2 separate regions of the Bombyx mori genome follow, and region 1 is linked to region 2. Evidence: chromatin contacts called from public Hi-C data. All regions are on one chromosome and are shown on one strand. Each heading gives the region's core, a stretch centred on a gene start, on an enhancer-like site or on the middle of the called end of the contact. The rest is flanking DNA. Distances are from core to core; before and after follow the strand shown.

What was found. A called contact is a pair of places that touch in the nucleus more often than the background predicts.
Region 1: a contact with region 2 is called in a Hi-C map of middle silk gland, with 2.0 times the contacts expected there. The contact joins two enhancer-like sites. A contact is called at or near these places in 2 of 7 Hi-C or Micro-C datasets (middle silk gland and whole pupa).

What each region holds. Positions count from the first base shown.
Region 1 is chr21:7,361,914-7,367,845 of ASM3026992v2, reverse strand. The region is part of intron 3 of LOC101740831; the gene reads right to left. Among protein-coding and RNA genes, the nearest start is that of LOC110385788, 44 kb to the left of the region's middle. Within about 2 kb of position 2,980, at least 5 of the 8 cell types and tissues checked have open chromatin away from gene starts, as enhancers often do.
Region 2 is chr21:7,311,202-7,317,256 of ASM3026992v2, reverse strand. The region is part of intron 2 of LOC101740831; the gene reads right to left. Among protein-coding and RNA genes, the nearest start is that of LOC110385788, 94 kb to the left of the region's middle. Within about 2 kb of position 1,781, at least 2 of the 8 cell types and tissues checked have open chromatin away from gene starts, as enhancers often do.

The sequences.
Region 1 (5,932 bases), core at 1,731-4,230, 49 kb before region 2:
AACAAACAGTACAATACAAACATATAATATTTAAAAAAAATATAGCTAAAACAATAACCAAATATGTTTCCACAATCAAAATCACATATAAGTAGAAAGTGAACAAGAAGAGACATTTAGAAATTTTAATTACAAAAAAACAAAAGCAACACAATATGCAACTTATACAACTGCATTTAATACACAATTAATACAACTGCATAAATCAAGTAAGCTAAACAGTAGTTGTTTACTATCCTACTTTGAATATTTTCAAAAATGTCAATTAACTGTAGATTTAAACCACTCATTTGTGGCGGGGAAGTTCTTATTGTCGATAGATATGATATTATGTACGTTATCAACTCATAGTAAGTGGCTACGACAGATTTAGAGTTGATAGTTTTTTTCCCGTGCTATTTTCTGTCAAAATTCTAAATTATAATCTAAATTCCTTACGTACGTCGGCACTCCGAAGCCATCGTGCAAATTCGAGATCGAACCCTCGATGATTATACTTGCATAGACCTTATAGATTTTTTTTAAAGTGTTAGCTTATAATTATAACTCCACATGAAGACCATGAAGGACCGAGTATGCAATGCAAAATAGGGCAGGTTTTTCTTATTAGTGACAACCCTAAATTATTCAACCCACAGATAACTTAAAAACATGCTAAACGATATCATAACAGACAACTAGTACCAAAATATTGTTGGGTTGATTTCTGTGTATTTATCATAGTTTGGAACCTCACTGAAGAAATGAAAAAGAGCGCCATATTGGGTATCCAATCAAAGCCAGTTCAATCAAAGAATCAACGCGGCAACGGTGGCGACGATTTTAAAATCCAATACTATATTTAAATTCGTATCTTTATCTAATTTTATTCGATTTGAATGTCCTACATACTTTTGAATTGTTTTTATAATCTAATATGGTATTACAACATTTGGTTTTTCAAATGGGTGAAGGAGCAGCACATAGCTCATCTACTGTTAAGTTGCTACTGGGGCCCATAGATATCAGAATTCAAATGTCACCATTCAACATGAGATATAAGATCGAAGTGCCAATTGTGTTGCTGTCCCGACAATTAAACTGTAATGTTTCTATAAAATTGTTCAAATTTTCTAATATTTTTTTCTATTAATAGTTCATTTTATGAAACTGAAAGGATGGATGTTTTTTTGGATGGATTTACGAACAAGCTATCGAATAATTTTCAATAACAAGCCACATCGGCGTACACAACTAGTTTCGGATGATCTAAGCAATAGGTGAATGTACTCGCAGCGGCCATCTCTCGGTGACGTCACTGCACGATAAAACAATAGCTAAATGTTTTGTTTGAAACACTCAAACAACGACGTATGTTGTTTTGTTTTTCTTTTTTGCTCTCAAACAAAAACAAAGATCAATTTCAAAGCGGGCAACTCCGTGATGACTAACGAATTCAAACTATAGAAATTAATATTTTAAATGCAAACATCGTCCTAGAGATTTAGCAAAAAAAAATACGTTGAGAAAACCAAGTTTGTACAATATTTAACGATAAGATAATATGCAATTATTTACTTCTTCCGTAATCGTCTGTTTCAGATTTTAAGAGCTAGAATATCACGATAATCTTATAACGACGTAGTTAGAACTTTCAATTAAGAGTTTAGGTTAAGCTTTTTTATTTTAAATAGCTGACCCGGCAAACTTCTTAATGTCTCAATCGATAAATAAAAGACTTAAACTTTTATATAAAATAAACTTAAATCATACACATCAAAGAAAAAACAAAACTGTTATTATTATTTAATTCCGAACATTTATAAATTCATCTACCTTTTAAGCCTTCTCTGGACTACCACAAATAATTCAAGACCAAAATTAGCCAAATCAGTCCAGCCGTTCTCGAGTTTTAGCGAGACTAACGAACAGCAATTCATTTTTATTTATATAGTTTAAAAAAAAATGAAATGCTAATTTCCAAGGGTCACAGTCCAGTAAAAATCCTTTTTTTTTCCAACTTAAGCTGGTAACCTCAGAGGATTATGCCAAAATAACCGAACGAGTAGGTGAGCTCACGGGGCTTTGAACTGAGGACGTTGCTAACACTAGCCCTAGCAAGAGCAGTGCTTCGCAGAATCTACCACCGGGCCGGAAACGCGGCCCACTGAGTAGAACTGGCGAGAAACTCAATGGGCTTAATAATCCTCAAACAGAGCTTTTGATACACCATTGAATACACGAATGATAAAACCATTTCTAGATTATCCGCAAAAAATTGTAAATGAATATTTAAACACGCTATTTACATTATAGAACGCCAAATTTTGATTGACGCTTAAATAAATACATATATAATCTGCATTTACACAGCTGGCAAGTATGAGTCAACCATCAATTATTTTTTTTGTATTGTAATAACGATAAGAGAGTTACCAGTACAATTAAAATCGCAATAAATATATTCTGATGTTTATGAGATTGATTTATGCTCTTTGGATATATTTTCTTCTAGCATTCTCACTAGGATTATCATCATAGCACATTTAATTTTGACGTTTCTGGCCATTATTACTTTAAAAAAGTAGTTTTAAGTTCACCGCGTTGGTCTAATGGTTAATGACCTTGACTATGAAACCATGGATCGATTTCTGATGGCAATATCTTTGAAGATACATAATAATATAAGATATTCGCAATCTGAATTTATAACACAAAAAGAAATTCTCTCTTATAGCCATTGAATATGGTAGGTACATTAAATCTTTATAATGTTTTTTTAAAGTTAAAAAACTCCTTATGCCGATACCTTAGAATAATTTTTAAATATGCTTCAAAAATAACTCCGATCCACTACAACTATATGGCTATAGAAAGCGAACTGGAGCCAAAAGGTTATGTTGTTATTTATAAACTCACTTAATTTACAAAGTATCAGTAATGAGTCAAACGGGCCGGTTGTCCCGACCTTCTGACGGATAAATACAAGGACCGGTCATGTGAACGTAATGACTCATTGAGTATCGCAGGTGTTACGTTTGACGTACTCTGCTACCGGACGCGGCGTTACGCGGGGATGTTTGTGCCTTAAAATATAAAATGAAGCGATTTTTGAATAAAGGAAGGCTCTAGAAGTCCTGACTGAACTGAGAATTAAAATTTTTGCTTTAAAACCTATGATATTATAAAAATAAACGGGGAAAAGTCACACGCAGTCATCTGGCCCCAAAATGGAATTCCTTGTAACAAGGGAACTAAACACTAATATAAATTATTATTTACATTTAAGTAAATACATAGGAAGATATTAAATACTCAGAAAACAAAGCTGTTTATTTCATGAATGTTTGCTCGATATGGGCTTTTGGCCCAGCAGCTAGAGGCGCTAACTATTGCACCACCTAGACAATTGATTAGTTAATAAATAGAATACTTTTCATCACCGCATCATACATTTTCATCTTTAAAGTTTTTAGATCCAAAGGAATCAGTTATGTAGACTTTATAATTAATAAACGCATCATCGTACATTATTACGTACTGTTTCATAGTTACTTCAATTTTATATTAACTATTTTTATTAATATGAAAAATTTACACAATTAAGTATCATTTTCTGCTTTGTTTTTTTTTTGTTTGTTGTATCGAACCCACAGATAACACCCAATGGGGGTTATCTGTGGTCGACCCAAAACAAGATTTATGTGTAATTATTTGAGTATCTCAACCTCTTAACTTTCATAAATAGAACAATTATACAAATGAACCTTCTCGAACATTCGTCTATAATGTCAAAAAATATTAAATCTGCAACATTAATCTCTATACACTTATAACATAGTATTTTCTTCTGTTAATTGCACCAAACGACAGGGATCGAACCATAACAGAACGCAGCTGCACTCGGAAAACATATGTTAGGGGCACATTGTGACAAATAGCCCCAAGTCGTATGAGCGTGACTTTTTCGGAAACCGTGCGTCATGTACCGGTCATTTCGTTGACCTAATGAATAATGTTTGTGCGTCATGACGATGATAACAGTAACAGGCCAGAGTCGAAAATTTTTGCTGGCTTTTGTTCACAACTTCAGTATGACTTGTAGCGTCTTAAAAACAATGGATAAAGTCCCAATTCAAAAATAGGCGTTAGACGCTATTACTGTTTCAGTGCTACTGCTACGCATTTGGGTGATATTTTTCTTTAAATAGATTTTAACGTGTATACTAATATAATAATAACCGGGGACCAATCACCTGGCCCGCAAATAGTATTCCTTGTACCCAGGGAACCAGAGACTGATGATGTACACATTTATTTACAATAAAAAAACTGCATGGAAATACATTAAAAAACCTGAAAAAGAGCAAACAAACCTGTTCATTTCATGAATGTTTGCTCGATCTGGTATTCAAACCCACGACCCTTGGTCCAGTATTCTAAGGCGGTAACTACTGAGATATTCATTTAGTCGATTGGATTAACACGTAAAATACTTTTCGACATCGCACCAACTTTGGGTATATCAGCTATGATTGATTCGACAGTATCTTGGTTCGTGATTTTACGTACCAATGGATTTACAAATCGCCTAATAAATAGATTTGCCCATGGAGCTTTTCGTCCCAAGAATATGCAACATTTTTCATTCTTTTCGATTTACAATTGTTAAACGGAGTTATCCTGGAACATCCCGAAAGTGGAATAAGGCTGATCTCTTAAAATAAACATTGTTATGCGGGCCATATACATAGCTTCGGATATAGTACAGATATTTTTCATTAACATTCATTATTATTAAATATCCTAAATAGTGATACTTTAAAATAAATCGAAATCTGAAAAATCGATCTTAACGATTGACATATTCAACTATTGTCCATTAAACAGCTGAATTATATCAAGCAAATTCTAAAAATAATCAACGATTCATACAGGCATGAAAAGTGGGTTGTATTTTTTTTTAGAGACATTATATTACTTCTACGAAAGCCCAACCAAAAAATATGCAGATCCGTCAAAGGTGACGTCAGATCAGAAGAATTCGTGTGCTATAGGATATCCCAACTTACTCACAAGTTGGAAATTACGTCATTACAAGTTTTCAATACAACAATCGAGCCATGGCGCCGATAATTCTGTACGTGCGTCTCTTGTAGTTATTACACATGGACGAATAATATTAATCGTGGAACCAAATAATGTAAATTACTCAATTAACTGAAAATTTTTTGGCCATATTAACAAAATACGTTTCTAATTCGAGTCTATTCATAAAAAGGTTTTTGTCGGTTTTTTTTATTTATCATAACCGTTGTTGGGCCAACAAAACATACGACAAGCACCATGAGGCATGGCAGCAAAGTCTTAATTGTATTGCGGCGGATTAGTTACGCTTCCAACAGAAACTAATAAGTAGAGTAAAAATGGACAGGACGTTTGTGCCTACCCACGCGCTCATGGCGACAGCACGCTCTATCAAAACCAAGTTAAACATTTTTCCTACCTATTCGCTGGCAACCTAAGGGGCTATTCCAGATACTCGAAGACGGGTAGTTGAGCTCACGGGGTCAACTTGATAGAATTTGCTAACACTAGCCCTAGCAAAAGCAGTGCTTCGTAGAATCTACTACCGGATTGAATCGCGAGAAGATTCGGCAAGAGACTCAGTGGATAGTTATACATTAAAAATATTATATTTAATCAGAAATCTAAAATGATAAACTTGAAAGAAACAATAATTGTTTCCTATGACAATAAACAATTCGAAACTACATATTTCCTTCTTGTAACAGATTTATTAAAGGTATTATGTCCATGGTATGACGTCACGCGTACGATGGAAGCTTTTGTGACGCATTCAATACCATTTTCGGACGCAACTAACATACAAAACACCTATTTCTGCGTAATGAATCTTTTTATAGAGTTTTTTGTACATATATGCAATATA
Region 2 (6,055 bases), core at 532-3,031:
TACGTAAGTCAACATAGTCCTCCTAACAGTACTCTTGTGTTAGCCACATAGATACATAATAATATGTATAATTAAAGCTATTATACTCTTACGGTTTAAGCCCGCGTTTATTTATTTATTATTTGTAGAATAGTTTACAGGTTTCGTAGTCACGGACGACAAACAGCAAACCGTAAAAGCAGTTTTAATTGTGTCTAAAATTCGCAGGAGCTGAAAAAAGTTCTCCTCCTCTTCGCGTCGTTTCCTCACTGCTGAGGGTCGTGACCATCATAATTCGACATGATTTTACTCCTTGTAATGTCCCGCCAGCGCCTCCGATCATTGGCCGCATGAAGGGCGTCCTGGAATGGGATCTCTAGTGTGGTGCGGATTTGGTCGAACCACCTTGTCGGACTACGCCCGCGCGGTCTCTTTCCCTCAATCTTCCCTGTCACGAATAGTCTTTCTAAGCTATCCGGTGTTTTCCGAGCAATATGACCGAAGTACTCGAGTGCGCGGCGAAGGCAGAGTGTGGACAGTCTAGTCTTGATCTGCAGTTGATCTAAGATGGACAGATTGCTTCTCTTCGCTGTCCAAGGTATCCGGAGCATTCTTCTCCAGCACCACATCTCAAAAAAAAGTTCTATAATTATATATTATCGTTAAATTCATGAAATACGGTAAGCACACGGCTCTGTTTATGTTAGCCCGTTAGATTGAAGTCTTAATTCGATAAGCGCAGTGATCGAGTACATTGACTACTGTCACACGAAGCTTGGATTCGATTCAGGATTGGAATAAGTTTTATTATCTAAGATGCTTAGTATTCGTAGTTTTTGTGCAGCTATTCTTATCCCGTTTTCCTTTTTTCAGTGCCTATAAAACACGAGAACAAAGATATGAAACTTCAACCGTCAGTCAATAAATTGAAAAAAAAACAATATTGCACTTACAAAACAATTCAGACTGTTTTAATTACGAGAGACGTGAGAATAAACAGTCAAAGTAATTTTAATTTCGTTTACAATCCACGAAAACCAAAGAAAACATTAACTAAATACTCCCAATATATAAAACATGGAAAACTCTTTACAACGAAATATTTAAAAACATTCATAGTCAAATTCAGAATAAACAGAGTTCTTTCAGAATTGCATTCTAGAATAATAGTTTGAAAAACCCAGTCTTTTTTTAAAAAGAACATAAAAGTTCACATCCAGCGGTTAAGTGTTTTCCCCGATTCCAGACGCACTCGGTAGAAAATTGATATAAACCTGTTGTGGGGGCCAGCTCCGTTTGCTCAGGTGACGACTGTGACTTATTTGTTTTATTGACCCAAACGAATTCGATACTTAACACTCAAAGGATAAAGCTCAAGTTTGCGAGCTACGTTTAATAATGGAAGCCAGAAAAATGCACCCTGCAGATCTTGAGTATAAATGTTGTTCGCAAGGAGGAACGGTATGTGTGAGCGATATAACATTGTGAACGCGAAAGAGTTCATATGCGCTTTTAAATATTTAAGTATGCTATTCTTCGCGCGTCTTTCGCATGAATGACTCATAAATTTACGGGGCGATGGCACGGTTCTGGCCTTGAGCTGTTTTCAAATAAACTTAAGCGATACGGCTATTGACGTTTAATAAAAATGGTATATTACTTTTTAAAAAAAACCTAAACATTTGAGGCGTAAGGCTGGATTTGCTTTCTGCGAAGATGCGTTTGAAAACAATCGTATGTTTCATACAATAGTTATCAGTAGTTATTAGCTTGACTTGTAACGGAATCTTTCAACGTATAGTAATTTTCACAAACTTCCATAAGTTCGTACCATAGTATCTTGGCCGGGATGACAAGAGTATTGATTGAATTTCATATTGGCTTTTTCAATGGAAACGCGCTTAATTAAGGATCTTGTTTTTTATCTTCTTTCTTTTTGCAGGTTTTTCAGGACTCACAAGGACTCATAATCATACCACCAGTAAATATATGGTGGTATGATCATGGTATTGAAGGCCCGCTCGAAGGAATATCACACGTCCTGCTTAATTCTGTCGCAATCCTTCAATGCTCGAACTCCTTAGCATACATTCATTCATAAACATTCAAATTGTCATGTCAATTGACACTGGCAGCTCTGGCAAAGATAACAAAATAACCACGCCCATTCTTATTATAAACAATAAATCCAGGTGATTAATTGTCCGCACACCAAGCCAATTGAATAAAGGCACCGCTAAAATCAAAATTCTGTTCGCTTCGGACAATATGTCCTTGTAACGAAGACAAATCAGTTCCTCCGTGACCGGTCTCGGATGGACACCCTTCCGAGTCACAGACAAGGAACCATTAACTTAAAATAGCGGTATTTATCTTGTGCGTCCCCTGTCTACCTGGGTAGTGGACACAATGATTAAATACACTATAAGACTAGAATAATACGGTACCTACAGCTGGTAAGGGCTGTTCTGAGAACTATAGCTACCACGGCTCTAACTATATCTGCCGCAAACTGGTCAAACGTTCCGGCTTGACTGGTAGTATAAACTTTATACACTACATTTCAGAATTTGACCTCGTGTCTCAAAGTAGGTGGCGGTAATTACGTTGTGATGTCAATGAACTCTTTCATGCATCAATGCGTTTTTTTTTATGAACAACTATGGGAAATTATACTTATGCAGCATTTGTATTAAGTACGTTCATAAGTTTACTTACGTATTTTACATTGTAAAAAAAAATGTGTGGTGTCGTGGGACACCGGATAGGAACGAAGTTCCTTATTATCAAAATATTAATTTTAAGTTCTATTCGCGGTATAAAGAAAATAATTATTCGGGTATGCATATTTTATTGACCAAAATAAATTATAAAATATTTATTTTTTGTACGTTATTACAAAGTTAAGTCGTACACTGTGTGCATTACTAATATCTTACGTTACGGACGTTTTTCCCGGTTAGGGTACCCCTCCGCATCGTGCCATAAGGAACTTCATTCCAAAAACCTGTAAATTCTCAGATAAAATGTTTTTGTAATAAAATTATGAAATAAAATATTTTTATGAAATAAAATGTTTAAATAGGCTTATTCAGGAAATAGAAAATATTTCATGGTACTCGAAAGCAATGTAACGATTTGCAATACATTACGTCGCACACTAAAAACTAATTTAAATGCAAATTGCTCAAACATTGAACACGCAATGCTGCACTTACTTACTCCTGCAATTTTTAAAGGTTCTGTTGTTAAAATAATACCTACATTCAGTGGAGTTAAATTCAGTATAGAATGTTTCGAAATTCCGAATTTAAATCTAAATTTAAAAAGAAAATTGTATTACAACGAAACTTTGTGAAGTGTTACAGCTTAGCTTATTAGTTACAGCAAGCAAATGTGATTTGTAGCATAATTTTTTTAGTGCTTTAGAACGCTGGCGCGGAAATATTAGTTCATTCTAACTTTCCTTTTGACCATTGGTTTATATTTACAAAAATACACACACAATCAACCCATCTCGGCCTTTTTTGAAACTTTTCGTACCTTTTCTGAAGGTTAAAAATACTAAAATTCCACCTGAGTCAACAAATGGCGAACATTATACAAAAATGTTTCCAAATGGTATCGCGAAATATCATTTATATTACGGTGTGCGTGCTACTGAGTTGCGTGCGGCTTACGTTTCAGCTCTTACCGACGTATGTATGTAAATAACCCTGTATTTACAAGCACCACTCAAGGCTAGGATTCTTTTTTTTCCTTCTTTATTAGAGCCATACACCTATTACGTTATTTACTGGTGGTAGGACCTCTTGTGAATCCGCACGGGTAGGTACCACCACCCTGCCTATTTCTGCCGTGAAGCAATAATGCGTTTCGGTTTGAAGGGTGGAGCAGTCGTTGTAACTAACTAGTCAGGTGATAAGTATTGTCACACAGTAAAAACTTTTCTTTTAGAATGCTGGCCACAAAAAAGTTTATTGAATTCGAATTTCAAATTGTTCATGAAAATAAAAATGTATACTTTAGAATTTTACTCATTTTTAAATATGGAGTGGACGCTTAAAGCAGACCGTGTTGCAGTTATTGCGTTGCATCGTTGCGGCTACGCGCCAATTCAAATTTTTAACATACTGAAAAATTTGAATATAACCAAAAGATTCGTTTATCGTACCATCAAACGACACAATGAAGACTCTAGTGTAGATGACAGGTCAAGAAGTGGTCGCCCTCGGTCTGTTAGGACTCCAGCAGTGATAATAGCTGTGAAGGCGCGAATTCAAAGAAATCCCAAACGTAAGCAGAAACTGTTGGCCCTTCAGATGGGGTTAAGCAGAACCACGGTGAAAAGGGTGTTAAATTAAGACTTAGGGCTTCGGGCATATCGAAGAAAAACAGGACATCGTTTGAATGCTCGTCTAATGGACCTGAGACTGAAGAGATGCCGCGCTTTGTTGAAGCGGTACGCAGGAAAAAAATATCGGGAAATTCTTTTTTCGGATGAAAATATTTTTACCGTAGAAGAGAGCTACAACAAACAAAATGATAAGGTGTACGCACACAGTAGTGAAGAAGCGAGCAACCGTATTCCGCGTGTCCAACGAGGTCATTTTTCATCCTCGCTCATGGTATGGTTGGGAGTTTCTTATTGGGGCTTAACAGAGGTACCTTTTTGTGAGAAAGGTGTAAAAATTAATGCAGTTGTGTATCAAAATACAGTCCTGACGAACCTTGTGGAACCTGTTTCTCATACCATGTTCAATAACAGGCACTGGGTATTCCAACAAGATTCGGCGCCAGCTCATAGAGCGAAGAGCACACAAGACTGGCTGGCGGCGCGTGAAATCGACTTCATCCGGCACGAAGACTGGCCCTCCTCCAGTCCAGATTTGAATCCGTTAGATTACAAGAGATGGCAACACTTGGAGGAAAAGGCGTGCTCAAAGCCTCATCCCAATTTGGAGTCACTCAAGACATCCTTGATTAAGGCAGCCGCCGATATTGACATGGACCTCGTTCGTGCTGCGATAGACGACTGGCCGCGCAGATTGAAGGCCTGTATTCAAAATCACGGAGGTCATTTTGAATAAACTTTAGTGTCATAAGAATCTATGTTTTGTTAAGTTCATTTTGGTATATGAATGGTTACATAATGAATAAACTTGTTTCAATTATTTTACATTAAACATGTGACAGAATTTATGACCTGACTAGGTATACTGAGATCTTAGAACTTATATCTCAAGGTGTGTGGCGCATTTACGTTGTAGATAGACCCCACATACTGGGATAATCCGGGTGTCTGTAGACAGTACAGATCGCAGTGCGCTGAAGTAATAATCAGAGGACATTGCTGCCTATCCGGTGAATCCCTTAGTCACCTTAACTATACGCAGAGAAAGAGTTGGAGAGACGTTTTTTATCTTTAAGCCGTACCTACTCACTGGTAGCCCAAGGGGTAGCTACGCCCGGATAGTTAGGTGAGCTCACGGACTCAATCTGAGAGAATTCGCTAACACTAGCCCTAGCAAGATCAATGCTTCGTAGAATCTACCACCGGATCGGAATCGCGACCCACTGGGAAGATCCGGCGACTCAGTGGGCTGTGTCTATGGGTTAATTTACTCGTCGAGCCCTTCGTCGTAAGCGACGGGTTCGGCGAGGACGGTGATCGGTGCTTAAGGTACCTAAAAGCACTGTTAATGGATCGAGAGGATCCGTAATGACGTGTCTCTGAGGTTTGTGAATGTACCATACTTACTTACGTAGAGGGATCTACGGCTTTCCAGTACTTTGTATACTTACAGCAACGATTTGTTGAATTCCTTAGTTTTAAGTGGCGCTATACTAGATACCCCACATATATTTAGTCATAAATCCAAAATAATCGTTCAAGTTATCGTTATATAAGTTAAGTTATCGTTTTATTCGTGGCTGTGACTCACTTGAGGGTCAAGGCTTGCGATTCAACTGATGTGAGCGAACACACAACTACAGTAAAATTAGCTCAATTTCTAATGTTAGTCACGAGTAATTACTAGACTTAGCCGTGTATTGTGCTATTGCTACTGTCTAA